Linked DNA regions of Mus musculus: region 2 is linked to region 1. A link is a contact called in public Micro-C data. All regions are on one chromosome and are shown on one strand. The core of a region is the stretch at or near the end of the contact, and the rest is flanking DNA. Distances in the headings are between cores, read along the strand shown.

Region 1 (7,015 bases), core at 3,104-5,603:
AGTTCGAGGCCAGCCTGGTCTACAGAGTGAGTTCCAAGACAGCCAGGGCTACACAGAGAAACCCTGTCTTGGAAAAGTGATGTTTAATATTTTCCTAAATAGTGAGACTCTGTTTTCTAACAATCATTAATAGTTCCACAACTCTTTCTCTAGTGCAGCCTGAAGCACAGAGAAAACTCCACTGGAATCATACACTGCATTTGTGCCTGCTCTGTGGGAACCACCTCCAGCCACTAACTCTATTCACATCAAGCCACTGAAGTGTTGAGTCTTCATGTGGGTATAGACAGGGCCTGCCTTCTACCAGCCTAGAGCACTGTACTCACTAGATTTATTTGTCAATTTGATACAAGCTATATCATCTGAAAGGAGAGAACCTCAATTAAGAAAATGCCTCCATAAAATGAGGCCATAGGCAAATTTATAAAGCATTTTCTTGATTAGTGACTGATGTGGGAAGCCCCAGACCATTGTGGATGGTTCCACCCCTGAGCTGGTGGTTCTGGGTCCTTTAAGAAAGCAGGCAAGCGGCTGGAGAGATGTCTCAGCAGGTAAAACCACTGACTGCTCTTCCGAAGGTCCTGAGTTCAAATCCCAGCAACCACATGGTGGCTCACAACTACGTGTAATGAGATCTGACGCCCTCTTCTGGTGTGTGTCTGAAGATAGCTACAATGTACTTATATAAAATGGCTCAGTGGTTAAGAGCACCACATGATAGCTTACAACACCTGCTATGGGGTCTGATGCCCTCTTCTGGTGTGTCTGAAGACAGCTACAGTGTACTCATATACAAGGAGGGCAAATTTGAAGCAAGCTCTATTAAATACTACATTCGTGAATGGATGGATGGGAGACACATGTTACAGACGTTTATAAAGACAAAACCTGCTGGGCATGGTGGCGCACGCCTTTAGCCTCAGGAGGCAGAGGCAGGCAGATTTCTGAGTTCGAGGCCAGCCTGGTCTACAGAGTGAGTTCCAGGACAGCCAGGGCTATACAGAGAAACCCTGTCTCAGAAAACAAAACAAAACAAAACAAGACAAAACCCATAGGCCACCATACTCTTATGAGGCTCTGTTACTTCCCAAGAACTACAACTCCCATCATTCCAGGAGGTTACCTGGTCCTTGGGCAAATGTTAATTTTTGGCATTACACACAACATTACAATTTGGAGGACATCGTGCAAAAGTTTATGTGAGGCTGAGTTCAATAAGCCAACCAGGGGAAAACAAAGCATAAAACAAAGCAAATAATGACCTAATATGAAAATATGTCTAACTAATCAAAATATAGTATATAAGCAATGGAAAGATTTTGTTTTCCATGGAACAGAAGATTATTGAAGTGTCTGAAGAGAATGAGAAATATTTTCTTTTCATAGAAATGTTTAGAATTCTACCAAGAATGCATTGCAACTTAAACTAGGGATACTAATTTGTCCCAGTCTCTTATCTTTCACCTGTCTTTTGTGGCTTACCACCTTCAAAACAGCTTAGCACTTAAAATTTTCCTGGAGGCTTGGTAACAGGCATTAAGCAACAGCTAATGACACGTCTAAATAAATAAATCTCATGAAAGAAAGAAAGAGAGAGAGAAAGAGAGCAAGCAAGCAGGCTGGGCAAGCCATGAGGAGCCAGACAGTAAAAAACACCCCTTCGTGGCCATCAGCTCCTGCCTCCAGGTTCCTATCCTGCTTGAGTTCATGTCCTGAAGTCCTTCAATAATAGACTACGGCGTGGGAGTGTAAGCCACATAAGCCCTTTCCTCCCCAACTTGCTTTTTGTCATGATGTCTCATCACAGCAATAGTAACTCCAAGACAAGCAGTAAAGGAAGTCAATGTTTGTCTCCTGCCATTTTTCCTTCTCAATCATGTGTATGTACTATGTTAACCATCCTTCTCCTGTAAGGAATTTTCATCCAATCTATCTTTTTGTTTGTTTGTTTCTTCTGGTGCTGCAGATGGAACCCAAGCTTCATATCAGGCGAATTCTCTACCATTGAGCTTCATCCTCTCTTCTGCCCTCAACCTATCATCCTTTGTATGTATCTTCAGCCATAAATTTTGCACCGTTTTTAGAGACAGGGTTTCTCTGTGTAGCCCTGGCTGTCCTGGAATTCATTCTGCAGACTTTGAACTCAAGAGACCTGCCTGCTTCTCTGGCTTCCTGAGTGCTGGGATTAAAAATGTGTGCCACCATTGCCTAGAAAATTTTGTACTTACATTTTTATTGCAAAAATTCAAAACTCAGATGAGGGGTGCTGGGAGGACTAAGCAACACTTTCTGTCACTAAGTCATTACACAGAACAGCAAAGGGTAAGAAGGGTTTGAGGTGGGAAATATCAGAAACAGCAGCAGAGACAGACACCAAAACCCAGGAGATACTGAAGCCACAGAGACCATTGACTTCTTAGAGAACACTTGAAGCTTTGTCATGATGGCTGGCCTTCCATTGAGTCAGTACGAATATAACATCACCTTGAATTTACAGTTTTGTTTTGTTTTTGGGTGTTTTGTTTTGTTTTGTTTTGTTTTTCGAGACAGGGTTTCTCTGTGTAGCCCTGGCTGTCCTGGAACTCAACTCTGTAGACCAGGCTGGCCTCGAACTCAGAAATCTATCTGCCTCTGCCTCCCAAGTGCTGAGATTAAAGACATGTGCCACAACTTTTCTGCATGCATGGGCATTTTGCCTGCATGTATGTCTGTGTACCATGTGCATATAGTGCCGGGGGGGGGGGGGCAGAAGGTTTTGAATCCCCTGGGACTATAGTAACAGAGCGCTGTGATTGCTGGCAATGGAAACTGAGTCCTAAATCCAGTACTACTGAGGACAAAAATTCTTTTTATAAAAACTTGAAATTTTTATTAGTGTTTGAGAGATATGAATATGGAGTCCAGAGAACAGCTTTTTTCCTTTTTGTTTGTTTGTTTGTTGCTGTTTTGTGCCAGGGTTTCTCTGTATAGCCCTGGTTGTCCTGGAATTCACTCTGTAGACCAGGCTGGCCTCGAACTCAGAAATCGGCCTGTCTCTGCCTCCCAAGTGCTGGGATTGTTTTTATTTTCAAGACAGGGTTTCTCTGGGTAGCCCTGTGTAGCTCTGTGTAGCCCTGGCTGTCTTGGAACTCAATTTGTAGACCAGGCTGGCCTCGAACTCAGACATTCGCCTGCCTCTGCTTCCCAAGTGCTGGGATTAAAGGCGTGCACCACCACGGTCCAGTCAAGAGAACAACTTTTGGTAATCTGTGTTCTCCTTTCTCTATGAACCTAGGTCATCAGACTTACCTAGCAAGCATTTATAACTGTTGAGCCATCTTGCTAGCACTCAGTTTAAGTTCTTAAAATTTAGGACATGGAGGTTGGATAGCTGTGAAATTGCAAAAGTTCTGAAAAATCCATTAGAAAAACCACAGGATACAAAACAAAACAAAGAAACACAAACTAAGCCAGGTCACGAAAAAGGCTTCAGAGGTCCCTGGAGACAGATAGCGTTGATGTCCATCACCACAGTAAAACGATGTGCTTTAAAAGGCATAGGGTTAGCAGGGTATGGTGGCTCATGTCTATAATCCCAGTCGTTGGGAAGGCAAATCCAGATTTCTGTCAGTTCCCTAGAGAATTCCGACCAGCATGAAATATAGTGAGAACCTGCACTAACCAAATAAACAAAGTGAAGGTTTCAGGAGAGAAAATGAGCAATCTGGTAGGAGCAGACTCTCCTCCCTTCCACTTGAGTTTAGGTTTTTAATTTAACCAACAGGCATCTATTGCTTTGGAGATTAATTTAGCCCTTCACAGCATTTCAAATTCACTATGGCTTTGCAGCGATGAAGCTGGAATGTTTTAATACATGATAAAAAAAAAAAAACTTCATCCTAAAGCCAAATACAACAAGCATCCTTGCAAACACCATCCCCAAATTGTATTCTAAAATTACCCGTCATATGTGCTGTTGGCGAAATACTTAATTGAAAACGTAGCTCTAAAACCCTGAAAAAAAAATCAATCTTCCTTTCCAAATAGAATCAAAAGAAAATGTGTAACTTAAGGCTTATGGGACATAGTTTAGGGGAGCAAGCAAAAAAATGGAAAGAAGCCACGGAGGCGTCCCAAGCAGAGCGGCATGATGGAACACGCTCAGCGGGGCGGCTGTTTGTCCAAGGCTGGAGTGCAGAGCAGAAAAAGCAGGACTCCTCCGTGGCGGAGGAACGAGCAGGGGGACTAAAACAGGCCACTCCTCGTTCATTTTAGACGTTCCACGTGGAGGAAGAGCGTGGTGTGCAGTGGAGCCAGACCGCATCCTAATGGCTCAGCGGGTAAAACCTAGAGCACGTCAGCTCCGCTCTCAAACTGACAGAGCTGGACCCACCCCTTTTCCCAGCCTCGTCACTTCCTGTCTGCCCAGCACCCACTTGCTTGGGGCCGGAAGGAGTCAACTCTCTTTCCGCGCTCGATCACCCAGGCGTAGCGCACTACGCAGGCTCGGCGGCGCTTCGGGAAGCAGCGGGCGACTAGGGAGGAGCTGGTCTCCACCAGCCATGCGATACTCCCACGGTGGAGGCGGCGACGCGGCGCGGGTAGCGGAAGAGGAGGGGCGGGGGGACTATACAGGAAGTGAACTCGGGGGCCGAATCGGCTCTGGCTGGGTCTTCCGTGTGTCGACTGCGCACGCGCGCGCCGCGGCGCGGGCGCCCCGGGCGCCACGGCTGCCGCTGCGGAAGCTGTCTGCCTGCCTGCCCTGCCCTTTTTACAAGGATGAGGGGGAAAACAAACCCAAAACACTGGTTCCTAAACAACTAAACACTTTTATTTCAAATTTGCCTATCACAACTGTCTATTCCAGGGCCCAATATGTCCATGTCTTAGGCGTGACTTTTTGTTCAATGATTTTTTTTTTTCTGTTCAAAAAAGGAATGCCTTTTTCTCATTGATAGCATACTCTGTCTATAAAATGTATAACTATAATTTTAAGTCTGGTTGTAGTCTGGTGGAATGATTGATCTGTCTCTGCAGCAGTAACACATTTTATATTATGATTTTGGGTTTGGTGAGAAAGTCAGCCAGTAAATATGATTTCTGCCTAGCCTGACAGCCGAATTCGCTTCAGAGTCTCCTCCAACCCTAATGGAAGCCCTCGGACATTCACATGGGCTGTGAAAATGCTCTCCACACACTATAAATAAAATAAATTTAATTTTTAAAATTGAATAAGTGCCGGGAAGTGGAGGTACATGCCTTTAATCCCAGCACTTGGGAGGCAGAGGCAGGCAGATTTCTGAGTTCGAGGCCAACCTAGTTTACAGAGTGAGTTCCAGGGCAGCCAGGGATACACAGAGAAACCCTGTCTCGAAACACCAAAAAAATAAAAATAAATTGAATAAGCAATTGGATAATTGAAAAAAAGATGCTCTAAAATGTTGTATATCGGGATGGAGAGATGGCTCAGCGGTTAAGAGCCCTGGCTGCTCTTCTAGAGGTCCTGAGTTCAAGTCTCAGCAACCACATGGTGGCTCACAACCATCTGATGCTCCCTTCTGGTGTGTCTGAGAACAGCTACACTGTGCTCATAATAAATAAATAAATAAATAAATCTTTTTTTTTAATGTATGTCAGGACTGCAGATATGACTCAGCGGTTAAAAGTATTTACTGCACTTTCAGAGGACCGGAATCTGGCTTTTAACAATTCCAGAGGGCCGGGCGTGGTGGCGCACGCCTCTGATCCCAGCACTCAGGAGGCAGAGGCAGGCAGATTTCTGAGTTCGAGGCCAGCCTGGTCTACAAAGTGAGTTTCAGGACAGCCAGAACTATACAGAGCTATACACAGAAACCTGCCCCGAAAAAAAAAAAAAAAAAAAAAAAGAAAAAAAACCAGTTCCAGAGGAATACAATGCCTCTGGCTTCCTCAGCCACTCACATACTTGCATACCCAGACAATACGCATATACTCATAATTAAAAGTAAAAAAATCTTTAAAAATATATTAAACCAGATGGTGGTGGTGCACACCTTTGATCACAGCACTTGTGAGGAAGAGGCAGGTGAATCTCTGTGAGTTCAAGGCTAACCTGGTCTACAGAGAATTCCAGGGCAGCCAGGACTACATACAGAAACCCTGTCTTGAACCGCCCTCCCCCCTCCAAAAAGTGCTATTATTTTGTGAGTATTTTGTCTTCATTCATGATTGTATTGTGGACCACGTGTGTCTGGTGTCTGCTGAGGGCAAAAAAATGGTGTTGGATCGCCTGGAACGGGAATTAGTAACCAGGGCCCTTTGCAAGAGCAGTCATCACTTTTCAAGCCCCTAATATATATATATTATTTATGTATATACTCTGGAGGCAGAGGCAGGTGATTTTTGTGAGTTTGAGGCCAGACTGTTCTACATAGCAAGTTTGAGGCCACCTAGGACTATGTAGAGAGGCCCTGTCTCGAAAAAGAAACAAAACAACAAAAACAATTAGACAAATGAACAATGCTTTTATTATTTTTAATTATGTGTGTGTGTGTGTGTGTGTGTGTGTGTGTGTGTGTGTGTGTTTGAATGAGAGTGATGGTGCCCAGAGTAGCCAGAGATTGGTTCCCTCTGGAGTTTGAGCTATTGGTGTTTAGGAACCACCTGAAGACTAGTGCAGAAGGGTTTCTGCTCTCAATTGCGAGCCATCTCTCCAGCCCTGGACAAGCTCTTTAAAAATCTTACTAAGATTTAGGGGCTGGGGAGTAAGCTGGCTTAGCAGATAAAGGTGCCCTGCTGACAAGCCCCGTGACTTGAGGTCAATGTTCAAGACTCGCATGGTAGAAGGAGAGAACTGGCTCCTTTCAGTTGTCCTCTACATGTGCCGTGGCACCCATGCATGTTGGCATGCATATGTGGACATGTTCAATCACATGCACAACTGAAGTTTTTGATTGAGATCACATGATGGAATGGAATGAAAACTTTGGAGGCATGGACGTCTCTATAACAGAGTTGCCCCAAACAAAAAGAATATGGTCCACTTTCTAATTGTTTA
Region 2 (7,015 bases), core at 2,489-4,988, 57 kb after region 1:
AGAAAATAATTGTATGGTTTGGAGCCACCACAACATGAGGAACTGCACTAAAGGGCTGCAGCATTAGGAAGGGTGAGAAGCACTGCACTACACACCACTGTAATTCCAGTACTGAGGAGGTGGGCGAAAGAGGATCAAAGACATTCTTGGCTGAATAATGTGTTCAAGACCATCCTGGGATAATTGAAAGGCTGTCTAAAAAAAAAAAGTTAGATTCAGTGACAAGTCTCAGCATTAAAGGCATTTACTACCAAGTGTGACAACCTGAATTTGACAACCTAAGTTCAATTCCCTGCACTCACATAGTGGAAAGAAGAACCTAACTGTTGCAAGTTGTCTGGTCTCTATGCCTCCCTCCCCAACTAAAGAAATGTAAAATAGATTGATCAATCGATTGATAGATAGGATGTAGTTTCAATCAACTACAGACTGTACTCAAAAGATTATAATGGAGCTGAAAAATCCCCACTACCTACTGATGTTACAGCTATCTTTACACTGGAGTGCAACACATTACACCTTTTGTGGTTGATTCTGGTATAAAGAAACCTACTGCACTGCCAGTCATAGCAAACCATGGTACTGAGAAAAACTATATAGTTTTTTTCTCTTTAGATGAGGTCTCACTAGGTAGCCCCTCAATGGCCTGGAACTCACTATGTAGATGAAGCTGTCCTTATACTCATATAGACCTACCTGTCTCTGCTTCTGCCTCACTGGGATTAAACATGTGCGCCATATTAGGTGTCTGTCTAGGTTTGCCTAACAGTAAAATCACTTGCTTATTCATTTCTCAGAATATATCACTGTTGTTAAGCGATGCCTGCTGCAAGTGAAAACAGGAATTACTGCAGCAGGTGTCAGTTTATTTAGATAAAGGGGTTTTATTTTCCTGGGTATTAAAATGTTAGACCATCCTATATATAATACAGTACTTGAAAAAACAGCGAGGGCTTAGCTTTCATCCCTAGGGAGAGAAGTGAAAGTGGCATCATCTACATTTATTTTTAGAATTAAATCAGTGTGTATGTATATGATGTGTATGTATATGATGTGTATGTATATGATGTGTATGTATATGATGGGTATGCCTCAGCATACACGTAGAAGTCGGAGGACAACCTTGTAGAGTCGATTCTCATCTTCCACTTTTATGTGGGTTCTGGGGGATTGTGTGGCAAGCACCTATCCTGGCTCAGCATCATTTGTTAAGGATAGCTTTGGGGGGGTTCTATATAGTAAACATATATAGATGGGTGGAAAGACACAGTATAGGAAGGTGGAGCGATGCTCAGTGGTTAAGAGTATATGCTGTTCATGCAGAGGCTTAGTCTTAGTGTCCACATGGTGGCTCCATGTAACTTCAGTTCCAGGGGATATGATACCTTCTAACTTCGATGGACACCAGGCACACAGCAGGTGCACATACACACAAGCAGCCAAACACTCATACATATTGGCAAAAAAAAAAAAACCCCAAAAAACAAAAAACAACAACAACAAAAAACCAAACCAAAAAACCCACAAACAAACAAACAAACAAACAAACCCTTCACTTTCAGAAACAGGAAAGTCGTTTTGAAAAGATTTTGGGCAGAGCAACAGAAGAAAATGCCAGATGAGATCACATGACGCCAGAGAATGTGTATACTGATCAGAATACGTTGTGACACCACTCACTGTTATACATACCTATTACACCAGACAAACACGTCTGTTTTCCAAGTCAGAAACAGAAAGAAACCTCTAGACAGATCACTCACTTATGGTAATGTATAGCTTAAAATGCATGTCTGTTAGTTAATGTAAAAAAATTCAACTCTTTTAGCTATTTATGACATATAAAACATAAAATTCAGACATTGAATGTGTGCAATTGAAAGTTAATTTTATAGTTTAAGTTTTAAATGTGTTGTTTTAAGGTAATACATTCTGGGGTAATCAAGCAGTAATATACAAAGATAGCAAACTAGAATTTAAGATCTTGTTACTATCTTTTGTTTACTATCTTTTGTTTAAGTGTGTATGTGTGCAGGCATGACACATGTCAAGGTCAGAGAACAACTTGTGAGTGAAGAGAGTTCTCTCTTCCACTCTGTGGATCCTGAGGCTAGAACTCTTGTGGCAAGCACCCTTACCTGCTGAGCCAGCTCACCCACCCAACCAGCTAGGATTTAAAAATAACCAACACAAATAAAGGCATTAAAGGGGCTACTGGAAAAAACAGAATAGGTGAGACAAGTTTTGAACTTTCAGTGTTTAAGTCAGAAAAGAGATTATTTCCTATTTTCAAAATAATAATTATTTTTACAATGAAGTAGTGTACTTCAGCAAAACAGTACACGATGTGCTACTTTGGCCTCTTGGGAAATGTGGCATGTTAATCAAGTTTGTTAGAAAGAGATACTGATCACTTTTAGTCACAGTCTCTTGAAAAGTTCATCAGGATATTCATTTAGAGAGAAGTGGCGATGTGGGGGTGGGGGATGGGCTTCGGTGGTGGAGCTAGAGACAGGGGAAGCAAAGAGATCTGTTAAGATCAGAAATGGTTAACGGTTGTCTTAATTTTTAACTGGTCGTAGAACCAGTGGCTTCAACTGTGTATTTGTCATCTACAGCTCTCTTACAGAGATATATAATAAATTTACAAAAGTCTTACAGTGTATTTCCATTTTCTTAAATCAAGTAAGGGTAGTATTTAAAAGCCATGACCTAGAATTCTAGAGCAGATTTGTAAAACAAACAGACCCCTCCTCAAGGAACAACTGAAATTGGTGCCTTCTGTATATTCCTTCTTGCCTATTTTGATGCAAAACAAACCCGCTTTTTTAGCTCGTACTTTTCTACCTTTGGTGAAGATAATGCCATTTTCGATGACTCTTTCCATCTCTGGGAAATTTGCATGTGAAACATGTAATTTGCATGCGATAAGCTAAGTGGAACCGTGACGCAATGATTCATTGCAAATTGCCTTATAAAAAATGATTGCCATTTGGCGTCCACCTAGTCACTTTTATAACAGGTACCATTGGCAAAACTCCCCTCATCCGACGGTGTGCAAGATGCAAAAATGGAATTTTCCAGGTTTCCTAGCCCTCAACTTGCGCACTGTGTGTTCGCTGCAGCGCCACGGGGCCCACCTCCGGGCCAGGCGGAGTGACCCTGCTGCAGGGGTGGAAGTGCACGGCCGAGTCTCTCCAGCCTCGACGGCAGGGCTCTGAGGGTCAACCTCAGCGGATCCCTCCTGCAGAGCCCCTCTACCTCCTTTCTCTCTGGCCCCGGCCCCGCCGCGTCACCCCCCAACCCCACTACAGTAGCAGGCCCGCCTCTGGGGCAAGGCGCGCAGCTGGCGTGGGACAACCCTCCCTCTACCCGGTTCCCACACCGGCTCCCGTTCCGTGGCGCCGGAAGTGACGCGCCTGGGCTGAAAGATGGCGGCATTGGCGTTCAACCAGGGGGAAGGTAAACACCCGCCAGGCGGCGCGCCGGCCCCCACGGGGCGCCTTCAGGGGCTAAGGGGGCCTCCCAGGCCTGCTCCCTAACCCACGGCTTCCAGTCCCCGCCCTCTCTCGGGGACAGGCTCGGCTCTGCGTCCTCGAGACCCTGGCCCGGGCCCCTAGCCCGTGGGCCCCGCCCCCCTGGGCGGGCCCCGGGCGGCTCCCTCGGCCCGCAGGGGGCGCGAGGCCCGGAGCGGCCCCTGGCTCGTGGCCCTCTCACGCCCCGCCCCTTTCCCGCCCCTTTCCCGCTTTCCTCCACCCCCGGCGTGGGTGATCCCGAGGCTCCGCGCGCTTTGGGGGCAGAAACCCGGAGACGCCGTCGTGTATGTGGTTCCCGCTGGCGTTTCTGTTGCCCTCGGCCCCCTCAGCTGTCCCCCAGTTGGTGGTCCTGAGTCGCCTCTCCAGCCGAGCCCCGTGCAGTGCCGCGACATCCCCCGGTATTGGCGAGGCTGGGCCCCGGCCCCGACGCCGCGCGCGTCACGCCTAGCCCAACTGTTTGGACTCGCCACTCAACCGCTGTCTTCTTTCCCAGGACTGTTTCTCGGGGGGCCTCGGGCTTGCGAGCTCGCCCGGCGCCGGAGCGCTCCGGCCCGGCCAGGGAGCGGCCCCTTGTAGAGGTTCGAGGAGCTATCGCGGTCCATCCCGGCGCCCGACCCTCCCACCGTTCGGCCACTGGCCCACTTCTTCCTGATGCAGACTGCCGTCCACTAGAGGCTGGACAGGACCCCCGAGGTGCGTAGCCGCCCCTGGCCGCCGGCCTGCGGAGCCCAGGCTTTGCTCGCGGCCCCGAGGAAGGCACGGGTTCCGTGGCCCTCACCGCACTGGCCGCACTCAAACATTTTGTAGATGCTGGGAGCTAATTTGTCTTTTGAGTTTACTTAAATTGTTTGAAATGTAAATTTTTTTCTGGTGGGAGGGGGGAGAGAGAGAGAGAGAGAGAGAGAGAGAGAGAGAGAGAGGAGAAAAAAAGGAAGAAGCATAATTCAGCCATTTTTTGCAGCATAGAGCTGCAGGTACCATGATTATTTCCCCCTTAACCGGTTCCTTCCCTTTAAAAATCCTGTTTGTGCCTTAAATAGAACTATGCGAAATGTGCGGCATAATGCGTGCGGCATAATCAGAATGTCTGGGTCCGACTGGGCGACTGAGAAAATCTCGCACTGAGGAGATCTCGGACGGAGCCTCAGTTTCTTATCTATGCGGTGTAGTCGATAATAGCCACATCAGAGAGGTAGTGAGGACTATATGAGGTCATATATGTGAAAATAATCTATAGCTGTATAGTGGTGTAGGAAAATGTAAGGTCATTTTCTTTAGGTAACCTTTGCTTGAGTGGTTAATGTGGCTAACTGTTGCTGCCTCTTCATTTCTATATTATAAGTAAATAAGGACTAGCAGAACAGCGCAGTGATGGATAGCTGTTTAATAGTCAGTGTTCGTTGGCCTTCCCTCTACAAAATGCCAACTGCTTATTTAAATAACGGTATCCTTTAATTCAAATTTAATGTTACTGTAGGGCTTTTCATCTTTCTAGGCCTCTCAGCCCCCTTTCTTATTCAGAATATTTAACACCTTATATTTATTTAGTCTTTTTTATTTTTAAGAGGTTCACTTCCTTTGTCAATCTGATTTACTGTTGTCATTTTAAAAGCGTGTGTGTTTTTTAATTTCAGTGTTTGCTTTTCGTATCTACAGAACAGGATGACTGAATACTTCTAATCATTTGAAAATGGTTTTTCAAGAGCTTACACATGCATCCATGTTTCTCTAATGCTCAGTAGATCCAGCAATGTACAGGGAATTTCAACTTGTTAGCACTTCATGCAATATTTGAGGAATTCAGTTCTTGTTTTTAATCACAGCACTTAGTAGGTGCTTTGAGTCCCATTTCATCAGTGGTAAAGGATGTTAATACTCTTTACTACCTGTTAATTGGCAAGAAATAAGATAGTAAATATTTGTGGCTCGAAAATAGAATTTACTTTCTAGAGTTTCAAAACTGTAGAATGTTTTGGCTTATAATAGTCAATTAAAAGCGAAAGGAGCATTTTGGAGTATATTATTTTTAGTCTTCTTTTTTTTTCTGAGTAGATGTTAAAATTTTAATTCCCTGGTCTGATGCCAGTGGTCTTTCACAGTATGCTTGTGTATTTTTTAAAAAGACAGATTAGGTTGGAAAAGGAACAGCCAGCTTTAAAGTGACTGCTTTTATATTTTGGCTTTATCCCTTGTTCTGAAGATAATTTTCACAGATCACTACTTTACTGAGCATTTCTGAGTTTGACCTCTCTGCCTTGCTGTGGGTTATCATGGAGCCAAGGCTGACTTGACTGGCTTCATGGATGTTCAGAAGCCAGGCTTTAGACTTGGTTTAATGATGTGTGTAAACCAGCATCGCACAATATAAATAATGGTAGAATTTGTGCTAAGAATTGAAAATTTTTATTTTTCTTTATTTAGGACAACATATACCAACAAGTAGAAACATATCATGACAAGTCAAGAGAGATGGGAGAAAGGAAAAGATGTTATATTTTAGTTCCTTTAACAGTTTCCCCCTGATTTTAGCTCTGTCCCTGTGATGTTGGTGGCCTATGGTCAGGTTTGGGGACTGAATGTTACATGAGGACAATGACTCTTGACCTGGGTGGGGGATGTGCTGTAGATTAATTCGCTGTCAGACATTTCCTCAGAAGTAGAGTGCTATAGGCCATTTGGGCTTTTTTAAAATTAAAGAACAAAAGCTGGCCATTAGTGAGGGCTTGTTGAAATAGTGGTTTATTAGGAAGGGGTAGATCTCAGAAGACCCTAGCTCCATAATTTGATATCATAACCTTAGGCCAGTAACTTAATCTCATAGTTTGGATTTTTTCATCTTTAAATTGAAGTGGTTATAGAACATGGAAGTTTGTGAAGTAAATTTGTCTGTACATGAGGCATTTACTAAGCATTTCCTATGTGCCACATACTGTTCTAGGTGCTGGAGATTCAGGTTAGTGTTAGTAGTTTTAACAAGGTTTTGTTTTCTCCCCCAGTCGTTCGCTATAACCCAGGTTTGCCTTAAACTTGGGGTTATCCTTGTGCCTCAGCCTCCCATAGGCACATGTAACTATACCTGGTACAGAAAGTTAGTTTGGTGGCCCATTTCTATGGTTCTAGCACTAGGTGGTGGAGACAGTAGGGTCAGTTCAGAATCTTCCTCAGCCTGGAATATGAGACCCTGTCTCAAAACAAATTACTTCAGCATAAAATATAGGGAAAAAATAAGGCCGAGAGTGGAGATAAAGATTCTTTTTAGATTCTTTAGAGGGTTTTGTAACTTCTATTTAAGCTTTGTTTGTTTGCTTTTTTTTGAGACAGGGTTTCTCTGTGTAGTGTTGGCTGTCTTGGAACTCCTGTGTGTAGACCAGGCTAGCCTTGAACTCACAGAAATCGACCTGCTCCTACCTCCTGAGTGCTGAGAATAAAGGTGTGTGCCACCAAGTCCATTGGGTTCTGTTATTTTAAGACGGGTTTGG

Evidence for each region. Hi-C and Micro-C count contacts between places; a contact is called where the count stands out from the background.
Region 2: a contact with region 1 is called in a Micro-C map of embryonic stem cells, with 13 times the contacts expected there. The contact joins the promoter of Klhl15 here to the enhancer-like site in region 1. A contact is called at or near these places in 6 of 484 Hi-C or Micro-C datasets (cerebral cortex, embryonic stem cells, muscle stem cells and 2 more) and 8 of 115 datasets of contacts at active chromatin or transcription factors (the SCID.adh cell line, effector CD8 T cells, embryonic stem cells and 4 more).

Annotation. Positions count from the first base shown.
Region 1 is chrX:94,173,533-94,180,547 of GRCm38.p6, forward strand. No RefSeq gene overlaps it. Among named protein-coding and RNA genes, the nearest start is that of Eif2s3x, 36 kb to the right of the region's middle. Within about 2 kb of position 4,354, at least 431 of the 459 cell types and tissues checked have an H3K27ac peak or open chromatin away from gene starts, as enhancers often do. A contact at or near this core is called in the SCID.adh cell line, cerebral cortex, effector CD8 T cells and 7 more, where this site is marked.
Region 2 is chrX:94,231,192-94,238,206 of GRCm38.p6, forward strand. It overlaps Klhl15 (kelch-like 15), which reads left to right and starts at 3,739. Exons shown (of 3, transcript NM_001039061.1): 1 at 3,739-4,229.